Regions from separate parts of the Zea mays genome. Here region 2 is linked to region 1. Evidence: chromatin contacts called from public Hi-C data. All regions are on one chromosome and are shown on one strand. Each heading gives the region's core, a stretch centred on a gene start, on an enhancer-like site or on the middle of the called end of the contact. The rest is flanking DNA. Distances are from core to core; before and after follow the strand shown. Region 1 holds the start of LOC542611 (transcription factor RAX2). Region 2 holds the start of LOC100284247 (mitochondrial-processing peptidase alpha subunit).

What was found. Hi-C and Micro-C count contacts between places; a contact is called where the count stands out from the background.
Region 2: a contact with region 1 is called in a Hi-C map of bundle sheath, with 3 times the contacts expected there. The contact joins the promoter of LOC100284247 here to the promoter of LOC542611 in region 1. A contact is called at or near these places in 3 of 25 Hi-C or Micro-C datasets (bundle sheath, ear and leaf).

Annotation. Positions count from the first base shown.
Region 1 is chr3:6,671,978-6,679,271 of Zm-B73-REFERENCE-NAM-5.0, forward strand. LOC542611 (transcription factor RAX2) reads left to right here and starts at 2,578. Exons shown (of 3, transcript XM_008675367.4): 1 at 2,578-3,060; 2 at 3,184-3,313; 3 at 3,403-4,297. The coding sequence starts at 2,925. The coding sequence ends at 3,889.
Region 2 is chr3:6,856,786-6,864,079 of Zm-B73-REFERENCE-NAM-5.0, forward strand. It overlaps LOC100284247 (mitochondrial-processing peptidase alpha subunit), which reads right to left and starts at 4,411. Exons shown (of 13, transcript NM_001254778.1): 1 at 4,245-4,411; 2 at 3,173-3,418; 3 at 2,784-3,080; 4 at 2,524-2,691; 5 at 2,259-2,426; 6 at 2,087-2,167; 7 at 1,925-1,991; 8 at 1,290-1,384; 9 at 936-1,008; 10 at 780-850; 11 at 634-683; 12 at 246-358; 13 at 1-170. The coding sequence starts at 4,280. The coding sequence ends at 118. It overlaps LOC109944790 (a long non-coding RNA gene), which reads left to right and starts at 4,688. Exons shown (of 4, transcript XR_002267933.2): 1 at 4,688-4,774; 2 at 6,345-6,739; 3 at 6,848-7,023.

The DNA.
Region 1 (7,294 bases), core at 1,328-3,827:
CCTATTTCATTAAAATTCATCAAACAATTATAAAGTCGGGTCTCTCGGTTTCTAAATGTAGTATCTCGTATATTCGAGTCATATTCTTGTTTTCTCTTAATCTACAAATATTTATTTCCTAAATGTCATTATTTGAGATATAACTATTAAAGTAAAAATAAAGCTTGAGACCCTAAACACTTTAAATGTAGTCCTATTTTAATTTTTAAGGCTTTATTTTAGAACCCATTGTTGGAGATGCTCTTAGGGGTGGATTGAGAGGAATTGTAAGAGATCCATCTCACTCCATGTAGGGGGAGGGAATATCCCCTATATAAAAGGTAAACACTATATTCTCTACACGTTAATCAACACTTTTTTGCTCTAATTAAGCCCCGTAAGCGGTAACATGATAATAATACGTTTTACGATAGTACAGACATTGTGTGATTTTTAAAAATTATAAGAAATGATAAATATGTGTTAATTAACTGAATTCCAGTGTATATAGGAGCTATATAGGGGAAATGTTAGAGATTTATTTAGGTGTAGGAAGTAAAATATATTAGAAAGTATATATCTATACGTCTTTCTCATTTCCTCTCCCCGCAAAGCTCATTCCCATTCCCACGTGCATCTCACGCCTAGCTAAAATTAAATTAAAAAAACACAAATGTGGCCCTAATGGGATTCGAACCCGCGACCTCTCAAGTAAATGTGCTCGTAGCTACCACTACACCACATGTATGTTTATGTTAATATTTGTTACAGTAAAAATATCTACTACATCTCTCCCAAAGCCCACCTGCTACCCTTACACAATGTGTATTAGTAGATAATTATCAACGAGATTCCCGAATTATATTTTTGGATGGAGAGAGTAGTATTTAAAGAAGAGCCTTGCATGCAACTTCTTTTGTTTGAATAAGTTTTCAACTTAAATTCCTTTTTTATATGTGTGACATTTATTCTCCGTAATATTTTGTCCATGGATCTGACTTGTGAGTCATTTTTATAAACTAACGCCAAAGATGAATCCATGTTTCTTACTTGGAAACCCCGAACAAACACCACTGGCAGGAGGCGCTCGCGTTGGCGTCGCTCATCGACGATGAGAAGAAGCTTGGCAACTGCCAGTTCGACCTCTGGAAGCAGTCCTACTTGGCCGCATGCGTCGCTATGTTCAGCAAGCTCCGGCGCATCCATCGCTTGGACGTGGTCCAGAGCGGCTACACCGCTGTCCATATTCAAACGAGGGACCTCATAGTCGTTGCCAACGCCGGCGACTCTCGGGTTGTTCTGGGCACCGCATCCGACGACGGCGCCGTCACGCCATCTAGCTCATCATCCACCTGAAGCTCAACCGGCCACGTAAGTCGCTACTGACCGGTCATAAATTCTTGTGCGCTGGGACGACGGTTGTTGTTGATGTTGTGTGAGTGTCCTCGAACAAGATGTATGTAGAGGAGTAGCACATCTGGAGGTGCAACGGCTAGGTGTACTACCTCGCTGATGAGCACGGGGTGCACTTCGTTTAGCAGCCCAGCCAAAAGTCATCGGTACTCGCCATGTCACGCGCGTTCGACGACTACTATATCAAAGACTGTGGCGTCATCTTAGCGACAGAGGTGACGCAGAGGAGGACCGACAACAATGACCACTTGCCATCGCCGAGGTAGCTTTTGTGCTGGCCTACCTTTAATTCTCTTCGCAAACGCACACACTTGCCTTTTTATTTAAGCAAACATGTATGGTTGTGCGTGCCTGATGACTGACGATGTACGAGGGAACTTCTACCGATAGGTGTGGCACGTGCTCTCTAATGATGAGACCATGCAAATCATGGTATATATCGAAGTCTGTATGATACTGATGGTTGTAATGTAGTAGTGAAACAGTTAAATTAAAATAACAAAATTTATATATGGCTAGGATCACAAATGAATTATGAAACATTTTCTTATAACAATATAAGACACATTATATATATAAGTTATCATGGTATTGTGTGTTTCCGTTGCAACGCACGAGCCACTCATCTAGTAATAGTATAAGACGAGATGTACAAGCGGAGAAATTGTTGGAGAGAGCCTTATTCTTTATCACGTAAGTTTGGTCCTCGCTGCATTTTTTTTTCAATCTGCGATGATTAAAACGATATATATTAAGCTGATGTGTGGCGAATCTTTTGCGTCAACAGGAAACCGATAATTGTGAGGACGTTGCAGGCTTGCAGCTCTTGCCTCGATCTATTGTGTTTTGTGGAGTCCAGCCCATGAGCCCAGTCTCCATCCAGTCTCTATTGGTGATAAGATTAATAGTACTACTAGTACATACTGGTACCGAAAAGCAAAAAAACTGAAGGGTGAATCCCTGATCGCCCTGCACTGCACCGGCAAGGCAACAAGAACCAGCAGGAGGCCGTGTCTGAAACTGAAACTGGCAGGAAACTGCCCAGGCAAGCAGACAGGGGAGAGAGACAGAAGGGAAAGGAGAATCGATTTCGAAACGGGAAAGCACGCTGGCCAGTCCACACGTCCTTTTCCGCGCGACACGCCCTGGCTCTTCCTTTTCACCTTCACGCCCCGGCCCCAGCCCGGTTGCGTTCGTCCAGGCCGTGCCATTTCTTAAAGACTCACCCCTGCACGACTGCACCTCTGCTGCACTCTGCAGGGGTAGAGAAAAAAAGAGGAGAGAGAGAGAGAGAGGGACCGACCGATGAACGGACGGCATGGCTGATGGCTCCAACGAACGCAGGACAGGTACAAGTACTACCTGCAGGCTGCAGCGCAACTGCCAGTCGCCCGCCCTCTAGCCTTCGTGCCGTCTGCCCGCCCGCCGTCTAGTCCTCTCTTCGTTCTCTTGCTCTCGCGCTAGCAGAGCGGAGGAGGAGGAGACCAACCGGGTTGGTGGACGTGGGCGGGAGGTGTGTGCGTGTGTCGTCCATGGGGCGGACGCCGTGCTGCGACAGGGCGGCCGTGAAGCGGGGCCCGTGGTCGCCGGAGGAGGACGAGGCGCTGCGCAGCTACGTCCAGCGCCACGGCAGCGGCGGCAACTGGATCACCATGCCCAAGAAAGCGGGTGAGCGATCGAGCGTGTGCTCCCCTTAGCTTGTGTGTATGTGCCATATATAGCTAGCAAGAGCCATATATGCACAGGTGCACTGACGACGGGTGGATCGTTGCCGGTCGGCGTCGCGTGCAGGGCTCAAGAGGTGCGGCAAGAGCTGCAGGCTGCGCTGGCTCAACTACCTCCGCCCGGACATCCGCCACGGCGGCTTCACCGCCGAGGAGGACGCCGTCATCATGTCCCTCTACGCCCAGCTCGGGAGCAAGTGAGTACTGATCGTACACATGTGAATCCGAGAAGCTCTTCTTCCTTCTTCGATCCTCCAATCTCTTGAGCGCATGCCATGCCACACAGATGGTCGCTGATAGCCTCGCAGATGGAGGGGAGGACGGACAACGACGTGAAGAACCACTGGAACACCAAGCTCAAGAAGCGCCTCCTGGCCGCAGCGGCCGCGTCCTCCGCCCCGCCGCCAGCGCCCGCGCCCGCGCCTCTTTCCAGCACCACGCTCACGTCCTCGCTGTTCCCGTCGCTCGCCATACCGACCGTGAAGACCGAGGCGTACACCTGCGACGACTTCCTGGCGCCGGCGCTCGGCCTCGGGGACCCGTTCGCCGCCGCCGCCGCCGCCGCCGACGGCTCCACCTCGGCCGCCTCCGCGGCGTCGTCGGCCTCCAACAACTGGTCGGCGGCGGAGAACGGCGCAGGCGAAGCGTCCCTCTTCCTGCTGGACTTCTGCGCGGGCCCCGACCTCGCCGGCGCCGACCAGCTCCACCTCCCCGGCGGCTACTACTACCCTCTCGACCCGATCTTGCCGTCGTCGCCTCGTCGGTATAGCTAGCTTCTTCGCGCGCTGCGTACGCGGTACGCCGCTGTCGTTCCAAGGACAGCGTAGCGTAGCGGTAGGGTCTGTAGTACGTACTACCATGGTGCATGTGCTCGGGAGTCGGGATCGTCGTCGCTTCGTTGATCAGAAGCTAAGCTGCATGAAAGCAAAGCTAGCCGCGCGCGCGCGTTTTGTCTAGGTCTTCACGTCAGATTTCTGCCGAAATTAACATTTCCAGTCGCCAATTCGCCATCGGTGACCTTTGAAAGAAACAAAGAAAGAAAAAAAAAACTAGTATCTGTGACTGTGATTGAAAATGTGCTACTCGTAGTTGGCTAATGGCGTTGCTCTAGTCTTGAAAAAAAAAGGCTTCATGTTCTTGAGTGCCTATTAACTCGTTAATTTGTTTTGAAAAGGATTTCAGTGTAGCTGTGTGTTATCAAGGCAATTCACTTCCTTTCCTAGAGACGGTGCAGTACCTGATCATACTAGTACCCCCTGACCCTGTCGCTGGACCCCTGCTGGCCGGGCTGGTAAAAAACGGATCACGGTCCAGAATGGATGGAGATGGGGTACGGGGATTCGCTTTCCTTCCTGCGTGACGATGATAAAGAGATCACAAAGAGGCGATGCTGTCCCCCAGTCCTCCTAGAGACAAAACAAAACGAAACTGACAAAAAACAAAAAAAAAACCAGGATGTGGCCACGGGGGAGGCGCGCTCGGGCGGGGCAGAACAAGAACAGACGAAGCTGTGGATGCACGCTAGCTAGCGGGGCCCGTACAAACTGCGAAGGGACACAAGTAGAGCATGTGTCCGATCCATCCGATCACAATTCACTAAACAATGCAGGAGGCGAGGGCTACCGTAGTACGTAACCTAATGGCCTGAAGTCAGGTACGTATATAACCTAATGGCCTGAAGTCGGGGGCCACCGAGTGGGGATAATGTCCGCCCTAATGCTCCCCTAATTATACAGGACATGTTAGTTTTTAGCTAATTTTTATATAAATAGTGCAAAAAAATGTTTCTACCAGCCATCTCTAATCTAATTTGGTCCCTCTAAGAGCTAGTTTGAGAGTTCAAAAACCGGAAGAGAGTAGAGGGGCTAAAATCCGCTTCTTATTCAAAATTGAATAAGGAGGAGATTTTAGGCCCTCCAATTTGCTCCGGTTTTGTGGCTCCTAAACTAACACTAATTTTAGATGCTGGCTGAAGGAACTATATATATGTCGGCATCGGCTGACATGGGCAGGCGAGAAAGTAGCCTCCGAATAATTAAGCACGGCCCGTTTGCTTACATCTGACTTTGATTTTTTTTTTCTGCTAGTCTTGGATAAACATCAGACAGCCAAGTAGGATGCCTGTAGGCAAGGCCAAGGCAAATCATACGTGGGGATTTGTGTGTGTGTGGCCTTGTGGCGCGTTGGAACTTGGATCGTAGATTAACAAAGAGACGACACGGCCCTGCGGCAGTCTGTTGCTACGTACTGCTGGTAGCCTGGTACAGAGCTCCCCTCTGCGCACAGATTGCTTTTGCGGCCGGCAGTTGCGTTGCGCGCCGGCCCTGACCGGCAGCAGAGAATCTGTCTGCGCTCTCCTGCCGGCTGAAACTGCCAACTCAAACTGCAAATGAAAAAGGCTAAAAGCAAGTTCAGTTCAGGTACAAGCTCTTCTAATTGTGCAGAACAAGCACCCCCCCCCCCCCCCCCCCCCAGCTTCTTCTTCTTCTTCGGAGGCTTTGAAAGTTCACCCGCCAAAGGCACTGATAGCGATTATATCCACTCGAACGTTACAAGCTAGAAGACAGGTCACGTCAATGAACGGGAACGGAAGCCAATCAAAGACGCCTTGGCCTATAGCTAGCTCGTACGTTCTTGGACTTTACCACCCTAATAATATAGAGTATTGTTGTGTAGTAGTATAACAATATTCTCGGATGCTTAAACTAAGCAAGACTTGCAAATTAAAGGGACTGGACTCGCGGCGCGACAGCGAGGTTCCACCGCCCCCGCCTCTTGTCATGACGCCCGCCTCTCTCGATATTCCGGCACGAGAAAGCGACACGGCACGCTTTTTTTTTTTTCCTTTTTTTCTTTCTTTACAAATAATAGCCGGAGAAGAGCAGAAATCGGAGTTCCGGCGAAACAAAACAAATGGAACGCTTTCATAATTTCTTCACCAGCTTAGAAAATCAAGTTCCAATCTAGTGACGACCATTATCTATACGTCAATTCAAAGGCTACAGAAAATGGCTTCTGTACGTCTACGGTCTATTCCTTACAAGATTTACTTAATTATGATATGGTTCAAATTACCTCCAAAACCAATAGCTAGCGGCTAAATAAAATTAGCTGACATCTTGGTTTAGAATGGGTAAACTAATAGACCAACTAATTATTATTAGTTAACCCTTCTAAATAGACATCATTAGAGTTGTCAGCTACCCCAACTCAACCCAGCTAAGGGTCTGTTTGGTTGGCCTGTGGCTGTGAAAAAAGTTGCTGTGGGCTGTGAGCTGTGGAAAAAGCTGCTGTAGGCTGTGAGCCGTTAAAAAGCTAAAAACCGTTTGGTGGAAACCACTAAAAATCGTTAAAAGTTCTTCGATATATGTTTTCATAGTTTCATAGTTCCGGCGAAAGAAAACAAATGGAACGCTTTCATAATTTCTTCACCAGCTTAGAAAATCAAGTTCCAATCTAGTGACGACCATTATCTATACGTCAATTCAAGGCTACAGAAAATGGCATCTATCTATCTACGGTCTATTCCTTACGAGATTTACTTAATTAGGCTATGTTTCGCAACCTCCAAAACCAATAGCTAGCCGCTAAATAAAAATAGCTGACATCTAGGTTTAGAATGCGTAAACTAATAGACCAACTAATTATTATTTGTTAACCCTTCTAAATAGACATCATTAGAGTTGTCAGCTACCCCAACTCAACCCAGCTAAAACCAGCTGTTAACAACTTAATTATTGGTTGGCTAACAATTAACTCCTCTAGAGGGAGGTCTGGAACAGGGCATTAGTCACCCTATTAAGCTATAGATGTTGCTCGACGTCTGCATAACACTTAAGAGACTGGGATGTTAATCAAAGTCAATCGATGGCAAATTGTTCCAAAAATTTGGAGGGCGAAACTGAACTTCGGTTCGCTCAGCTCGTCGCCATCAGGAATAGGTTTAATTCAGCAGCCGGGTCCCCTGCAGGCTGTCTGACTTGGCCTCCCTAGCTCATCCTCTCGCCTCCGAAATGACAAGAATATAAGCGAGCGGTTTTCTTAATGCGCACGACTGGCTATATATAGATGTTGTTAATGTCTGTGGATACTTGTTTTTCGGGTGCTGCCGGATACACATATCTAGCTATTATATTGTGTGTGGTCCTCCCCAATCCTCATATATCCACCTGGCTAAT
Region 2 (7,294 bases), core at 3,161-5,660, 190 kb after region 1:
GTTGCTTATTTCTTCTGAAACTGACCAAGAACCATGGCCTAGACGTGAATGACAAGGTACTGGTAAAACTTGTCCAGCAAACAAGGTGATAAAATGAAGGGAAGGGTCATGTACTCCTCATTTTGAGCGGAACTTGCCACTGACCGACTCATAAGTAGGCATATTCAGAACTGCAGAATGCAAGAGACAGGTCAGAAACATTGTAGTTGATATCACACAATGTAAGGCGACTAGCTGCCGCTTACCGTTTCCATGAGATGCCATTGTCAATGGGGATGAAATGATCTTTTCAGCAACAGACGTTATATCTTTCATAGTAACACCATCTACAGCCTTGAGAAGGTGCTCAGCAGGTTTCCTGCAGGGGTTTATGAAGCCAAGATTAGGTGGACCAGTGAGCATGATACAGAAGTAACAAAATAGAAAAGCATCAATAGTTGAATATATCTTTCATTGACTATACATGATAATAGCATCCATGAACATAATATCTACAATATGAGCAGCAAACATTTGATATATGCCCCCACTCTGAAGCAATATCTGACAGCATCCTGTTGTGACCTCTAAGGGAATAGAATCACATGTAGCAGGTGAAATTATCACAGCACCATAACACTCAAAACATATTACCTTTCACCAAATGCCAAAACTTGGCGCCCCATGTCCTCTGTTAGCGATGCCTATGAGTTCCAATTATTTGAGCGAGCCATCAGCAGTCACAGAAATGTACGATATTGTTTTTTTAAAAGAGAAATATTCAAAAGATTCCTATATACCTGTGATTCCAAATTTGCCAGTATCGCATATTTAGCTGAGGCTTTAGCGCGGTCCAGTTGGCTTTGGTCAACTGTAATGAGAACAAAATGAAGTTCCAGGCAAGCAAATAATCTAACTAACAGGAGCCAACAACCAAGATAGGATAGTTGAGATACCTTGTCCAGGAGTTGCAAGGGAAGTGAGCTCTCTGGCTGCTAGGTCAATAGCTTTAGGAACAAATGATGCATCCTGATTATGAGATAACACTTTGTGATGATTTGTAACTACAGAACATTATGATTATTTCTGTAACAATTGTTTTTACTGCTCCAATGAGTTTTCTATGTGATGCCATAAGCAATAGCAATGGTTTGAGTTTTCACACACAAAAAAGATAGATATATGTACACATGTAACAAGTTTTAAGTGATCATTTCCTCCCAAGAGGTACACATGATTACATGATATTTGCATAAAATGGCGGCATTATGCATGACTAGCAAGCTTGTGTAAGTGAATATAATACTTACAGTAGATGTATGGATTCCAAAGATGCCAGTATTACTGTGAACATCCTTGAAAGCAGAGATTGACTTGATCTGATCAAATTCATTTACGAGGCGGTCTGCACAAAGCGCACCTCAAATTCAGCGACTGGTATGATCCCACTAGTTATATAAAGACAAGCAACATAAATACATTCTGACTGCTTCGATTTGTCAGATTAACTTTGTTCTTCATAGTGCTTCACACTATGGCAATTTGGCAAAGATCTTATCTAGATGAAATGAACATAAAAAGAACAGTTATGGAGCAATCAGAATTAGAACTAAGTCTTCAGTGCACTTGTGGAAGACAGTATCAGAGGAATAATACTTCTCCAACAGTGCGAAAGTCAAACACCAAATTTTACAATGCATGTTGTTTTGTCCTATAAGATCTTGGTAAAGAATGACTAATTCAGGGTGAGTGATATCAATATAGCACAAACTGGGAGCAAATCCACTTTGAATTATTAATCAGCCAGAGTGTTGAACAACTCCAGTCCCATAATACTGATTTCACCATCTATCCAAGTCTCCAAATGCAACCACAGCTTATCAAAAGAATACGTAGTATCTAGCATGCTAAAGGGTAGAATATAAACATCTGTTCTAGTACTTACTTAGACGTGAATGTAACCCCTTTCCTTGCCTTCCCCAAGAAAACTTGCCACCACCACCCAGAAGTGCCTGCGAAAGATGTAGAACTCTTAGTTAACAAAACGTTCAAGTGGCACGCCTTGTTTACTAAAATAGTGAATCTCTCAACAAACTGTCTAATGAACCTGAAGAACTGATACAGTGACGCAATCTTTTTCTTTGAGCCAACCACTTGGGACCTCGAATGCCAATGCAACGTCTGTGCTCTATTTTGCACAAAAGAAGTGAATGATAGAAATCTAGGTGTTAGCGTGTTAAGTAAGTGACTTGATGAATGAACCAAATCCTAATGCTTACCGATGAATCTGCACTTCTTCTGTATTCTCCACCAATGTAGGTTGATTTTGGCCTTGTTGTTCCAGATACACTGGGAATGTCAGACAGAAGGGGTTCGGCAATAGATACCAATTCATCATGATCAACGCCTGATGCAGCTAGAACAATTCGGGAAGCAGTGTAGTTCTCCTGATACCCATGCATGCAACAAAAGGTACAAATAACACGTCAACAAGGATTACCAGGACATAAAGAACACTAAACAAATTCTAGAGACGAATCTCACAGTTATAAATTGTTCCAGGACATCTGCATTCAATCTGCTAACTGAATATTCTGGCACAATTAGTGGATTTGCTAAAGCACCAGAATAGCCAGTAGAATGAAGAGCCTCCAAAAGAAAATTTTCAGGAAAACTTGATGATTTTGCAAGCTCTGCCTGTAGCCTCAAAATCTGAAAAGGAAACATGTCACTGTATCAGCAAAGAACTTGATCCATTAATCTAAAACAGACATGTGGAAGGGGAGGACAACAAGATGAATTACCTGTTCCTTGACCTCCCAATCAAGAAAAGCAGGGTTGCGTACACAATCAATAAGCACCTCAACCATTTCAGGCATGTAAGTCTTCAGGGCTCCGTAAGTGTAGCTCATCATCTCACGGCTAGCAGATGCTTTGGCACTGCCACCTATTGCCTCAATTTCACGCACAACCCGCAACTCACTCCTGTTGGCAGTGGTTGTGAAGGCCATTGTCTTCAACAGTTGACTGGCGCCTGTTGTTTCAGGTGCTTCATATACAGAACCACAATCAACATAAACTCCAACAGAACAAGATGATCCCTGAATAGGAAATGGAAAACACACTATTATAGTCAGCTGCTGATGAGTGCATGGATGGAATGAGTAACCATATAAAAATAAACACGACATACCGCAGATGTCTCAGAGGCTATTTTAACACCATTGGGAAGTGTTGTGACTCTTGTTTTGCCAGCCTCCACATGGTCAGGCAGCGGAGGAGGAATAGTCACTCCTGGAAGTGTGAAATCTGGAGGAGGTATTTCATTTGAACGCGCACCAGTCAACCAGGTCCAGAAGCCACCCGAAGACCTCTGTGCAACACTTGTGCTGGCACACCTAATTGCAGCATTCATCATTTGAGCATTTGCCCCATGCCTCTGAAATAGAAGGAAAGAACATATATTACAGTTCAGTGGTCAAAGCCATAAACCTTTCATACAAACAAACCCAAGAAAAGCGTGTTTATTATTACAGTAAAAGCCGCTCGCAGAGCAATACCAAGCAATACTCTTGGTGTGAGGAATCGGAATGACAGTTTTCTACATTCTCACATAAAAAAAGGGTTGTCTACATAAAAAGGGAAATTTGGATCCATACCATTAAAAGATCACCACTTTGGATCCATACCATTACTATCTCACTTACATGTGGGTCCACATGAGTCAATGACATGTGGGGTCCATGGTATATATCTAAAGTTTGGATCTTTTAATGGTATAGATCCAATTGTTCCACATAAAAATCGTGCTCTATCTTCTGCCTATAAACAGACGTGGAAACTAGTATCATAAGTGGCTATGAATGATTGAATGAAATGAAACACTCTTCAACATCACACCGCTTGTTAACTAACACAAAACATCACAAGGGTTTCAAACGCATGCACTGAACAAAATGAATGCAGCATAATCATGTGATCGGACAACCTCGTCCCCAATTCAACAGACAATAAGACAGGACAAACAGTTCAAACAATGATCGGCACTTGCAACGCCAGAAATACCCATCAGCTCAGCTCCCAGGCTGACGCATCAAGCTCGGGCGCGTTCGGACGACGGGAAGGTCCCGACAAGAGGGATCCGCCGTATCGCGACGCGACCGCAAGCGACGCCGCTGCGGATCGGCGAATCGCGCCCAGATCTACCCGAAATGGAAGGAGCCAAGGTCAATGCAAGGGTAGGGTTCCAGGCGTGGGCGGCTCACCTTGAGGGCGCCGAGCCCGGAGGCGACTCGGTACATGGTCGCCGGTTGCTGCGGCCGAGTGACTCGATGGAGTCGTCGCCGACGGCGCGGAGGAGCCGGGGATGGTCGGATGAAAAAACCAGGAAGGAGATGGCGACAGGCCGTGAGACAAGTGGACGGCAACGAATCGAGCTCTCACACTGCTGCAAAAGGATGTGTCCGTGTGTGCATATCAAGCGAGAGAGGCCGAGCATGTGTGGCCGGCCCACTCACTTTGGGCCTAATGACGTGGCCCATGTAGGCCCAGTTATGTTAGTTCTGCTGGGCCTACCGGCCATCATATCACGCGTGATTCGTGAAACCGCCGCGCCGTGCACGGCTGCACGCCGAGATGGGGCGAGGCGATCGCCGGCGCCGCTTGCTGGCTCCACCGTATTCGGCGCTGGTGGCGAGGCGAGGGCTTGATCACAGCGTGCGAGAGGACGGTCGCGGTTCTCTAGGCGCAGCGACTGATGCCAATCGCTGCCGGGAGCGGGGTTGGCGCCGAGCAGGTTAGTTGTTTGGTAGATTGCTGATTAGGTATTTCGTAGCCTGTTTTGCGCATCCGCTCTCAGCATATCGGCTTTCTGGCAGAAAGTTTCTGCAACTTGTTATGTATATCGTTAATCTCGCTGCATTCGCTTATGTGTTTGGCGCGGGGAGTAGATTGTCTCAATTCCACCACAGAGAAGTGGAGAAATTCCTTCCGCTGGTTCTCATTCAGCGAGTGCCAAACTGCAAATAGGTGAAGGTGAAAATTAAAATACGCTACGCATGGGAGCATAGCTTCGATCACCTGCTCGATGAAATGCCGGCATCAGTTCATAAATAGCAGTTGCAGCGTTGCAACTGGCTTGCATTTTTTTCCCCCGGACCCCCCATGAAGATTTGCTCGCACAAGGCTGTCAGATAGTCCATTGTGCTTTTGTTGGGCTGTTTCTGTACGCGTTGGACATCGGCATGCATGATGACATGGGCCAGGTCGCCACGGAAAAAACGAGATTTGGGCGGAGAGTTTGGTGCGCCGAGTAGGGTTGGTATATGCAGGTGATTGGTCGTTGTGCAGCGTAGGTACAGGGTCGTTGGTTGTTTGAATCGTACTTCGTGAGCAGTTAGTGCTGTTGATCGGTTCAGGATCTCGTATCTGGTAGAAGGCACGGATGAGGCATGCAGACTCTTCGAGGCCTCATGCATGGTAGACTGGTAGACGTCTGTAGCTAAAGACAGACTGGTATGGTTTTACTGAACTTGAAAAGGTTGTTAGCTAGCTAATCAATCGATGTTAGTTTCGTAGAGAGTCAACGCAAATCACCTTTGCCAATGGTCAATTGTATACTCCGAAGTCCAAACACACACCTTTTATCACATAAGTTGTGTTTGGTTGGATGTATAAGAAGGAATGAAAAGTGGCGAGCATAGTTTCTATATTGTTTTTGACGAGAGTCACGTGGGGGTGAGGTAAACACCGAAGTATTTTTTTGGTGACGGTGTGATAAAAAAAATTGAGGGCACGATGTCACCTCCGTCTCATTCTACTTTGACCTCAACAAACACGTCCTTACAGTACGTCATATGTCTGTCAAAACGGTGCCCAGTTGAGACGGTGCTGTTCATTTTCACTCTGAGCTTCCATGAATTGCTCACCCTTTTGCTAACAGTATTGGAACCCAGGGGCCAGTGATCTTCATTTAGCTGTTATGTTAATTATCTGAAACATTTCATACACTCCTTTTTTTGTCGTCTGAATCTTAACATATAACTGTACCTTGAAGAAACCCAGCTGAGCACAACCAGTTGTAAGGGGGGAAAAAGAAAGAAAGAAGCTGATGACACACCCAATGGCTTGATCAAACATTTCATATTCCCCAGTTTTTAGAACTCAGATCCACAACATTGCATTTACATACACCTGGGAAAACAGATGTAATCGTTTATGACGGGCAGAATGGGCGGCATCATTAAACTAACTTCCTCTGCATTTCCTCGTGCATGTATGTTATGTAATGTTGCTTCTTCCCATAAAGCCGCAGCTGTTTCAGTTTGATCATCTAATGATTGTTGCCACCCCTTTTTGTCCGGCAGGCATACATACGCTTAAAATAAAATAACCATCAAGGGAAGGCAAGGAAGAAGCATGTGCACGTTGAAGCTCGTGCCTCACTGCCTGATGATGGTGAAACGCCCTCATGGCGCATGGGAGGGGGGCCCCTGTAGTGCTGTCTGCCCAAGTGCCGAGCACGACCAGAGCAGGTGCGGACAGCAGCACGCATGGTGTTTTGATCACACACGACACACGGCCTCGGCGTCCCGTCCCGCCTGCCTGCACCTAATCCATATTCTATCCGCTGTCGTATTCGCGTGGCATGCAGGCTAGCCGGCCGGTCGGCCGGTGAGCAACTGTAAAACCCGCGACGCGCCAACACTCGGTTCCTGGAGCTGATGGCCGTTCTCGTCTTCCTGGCGATCGCCCTGGTTAGGTTAGGCGCACATCTCTTGTCGCGGGGAATGTGTCGAGAGGTTTGATAACCCGACCGAGCTCTGTTTGACCGATCTTGCTATGTGTTTGTGTGTGTCTGTGCGCGCAGAGAAAGCTGTGCGGGATCGATGGACCGTTGAACGGAGGCGCGTCTGCTCTGCCGCATGTATTATATTGATTCAGGTGGACGGTCGGGTTTCAGAGAGACTGCTGCTCAAGTCTTTTTACGTGGGACTGTGGGAGTGCAGCTGCTGCATCCATCGATCGCAGCGCTAGGTTCTCCAGGTACCTCAACTTCACTCTTCACTCGCACTAACTCATATCCGTGCATATTTAAACTTCACTTAACGAACCAACGGTGCAAAACAGTGTTTTAAATAATTATATACGTGAACTGCTGGATATGGATATGATCTAAGAGCCTAAACTGCAGAACAGTAAAATGCACGAGCACATGCACATACGTTCTGGCGTTCTGCCAACTGTAACTAATAATCCTGCACCCGTACTTTGTTAGCCCTTTCTGGGGTGTTGCTTTCAGCAGAGACAGGGCAAA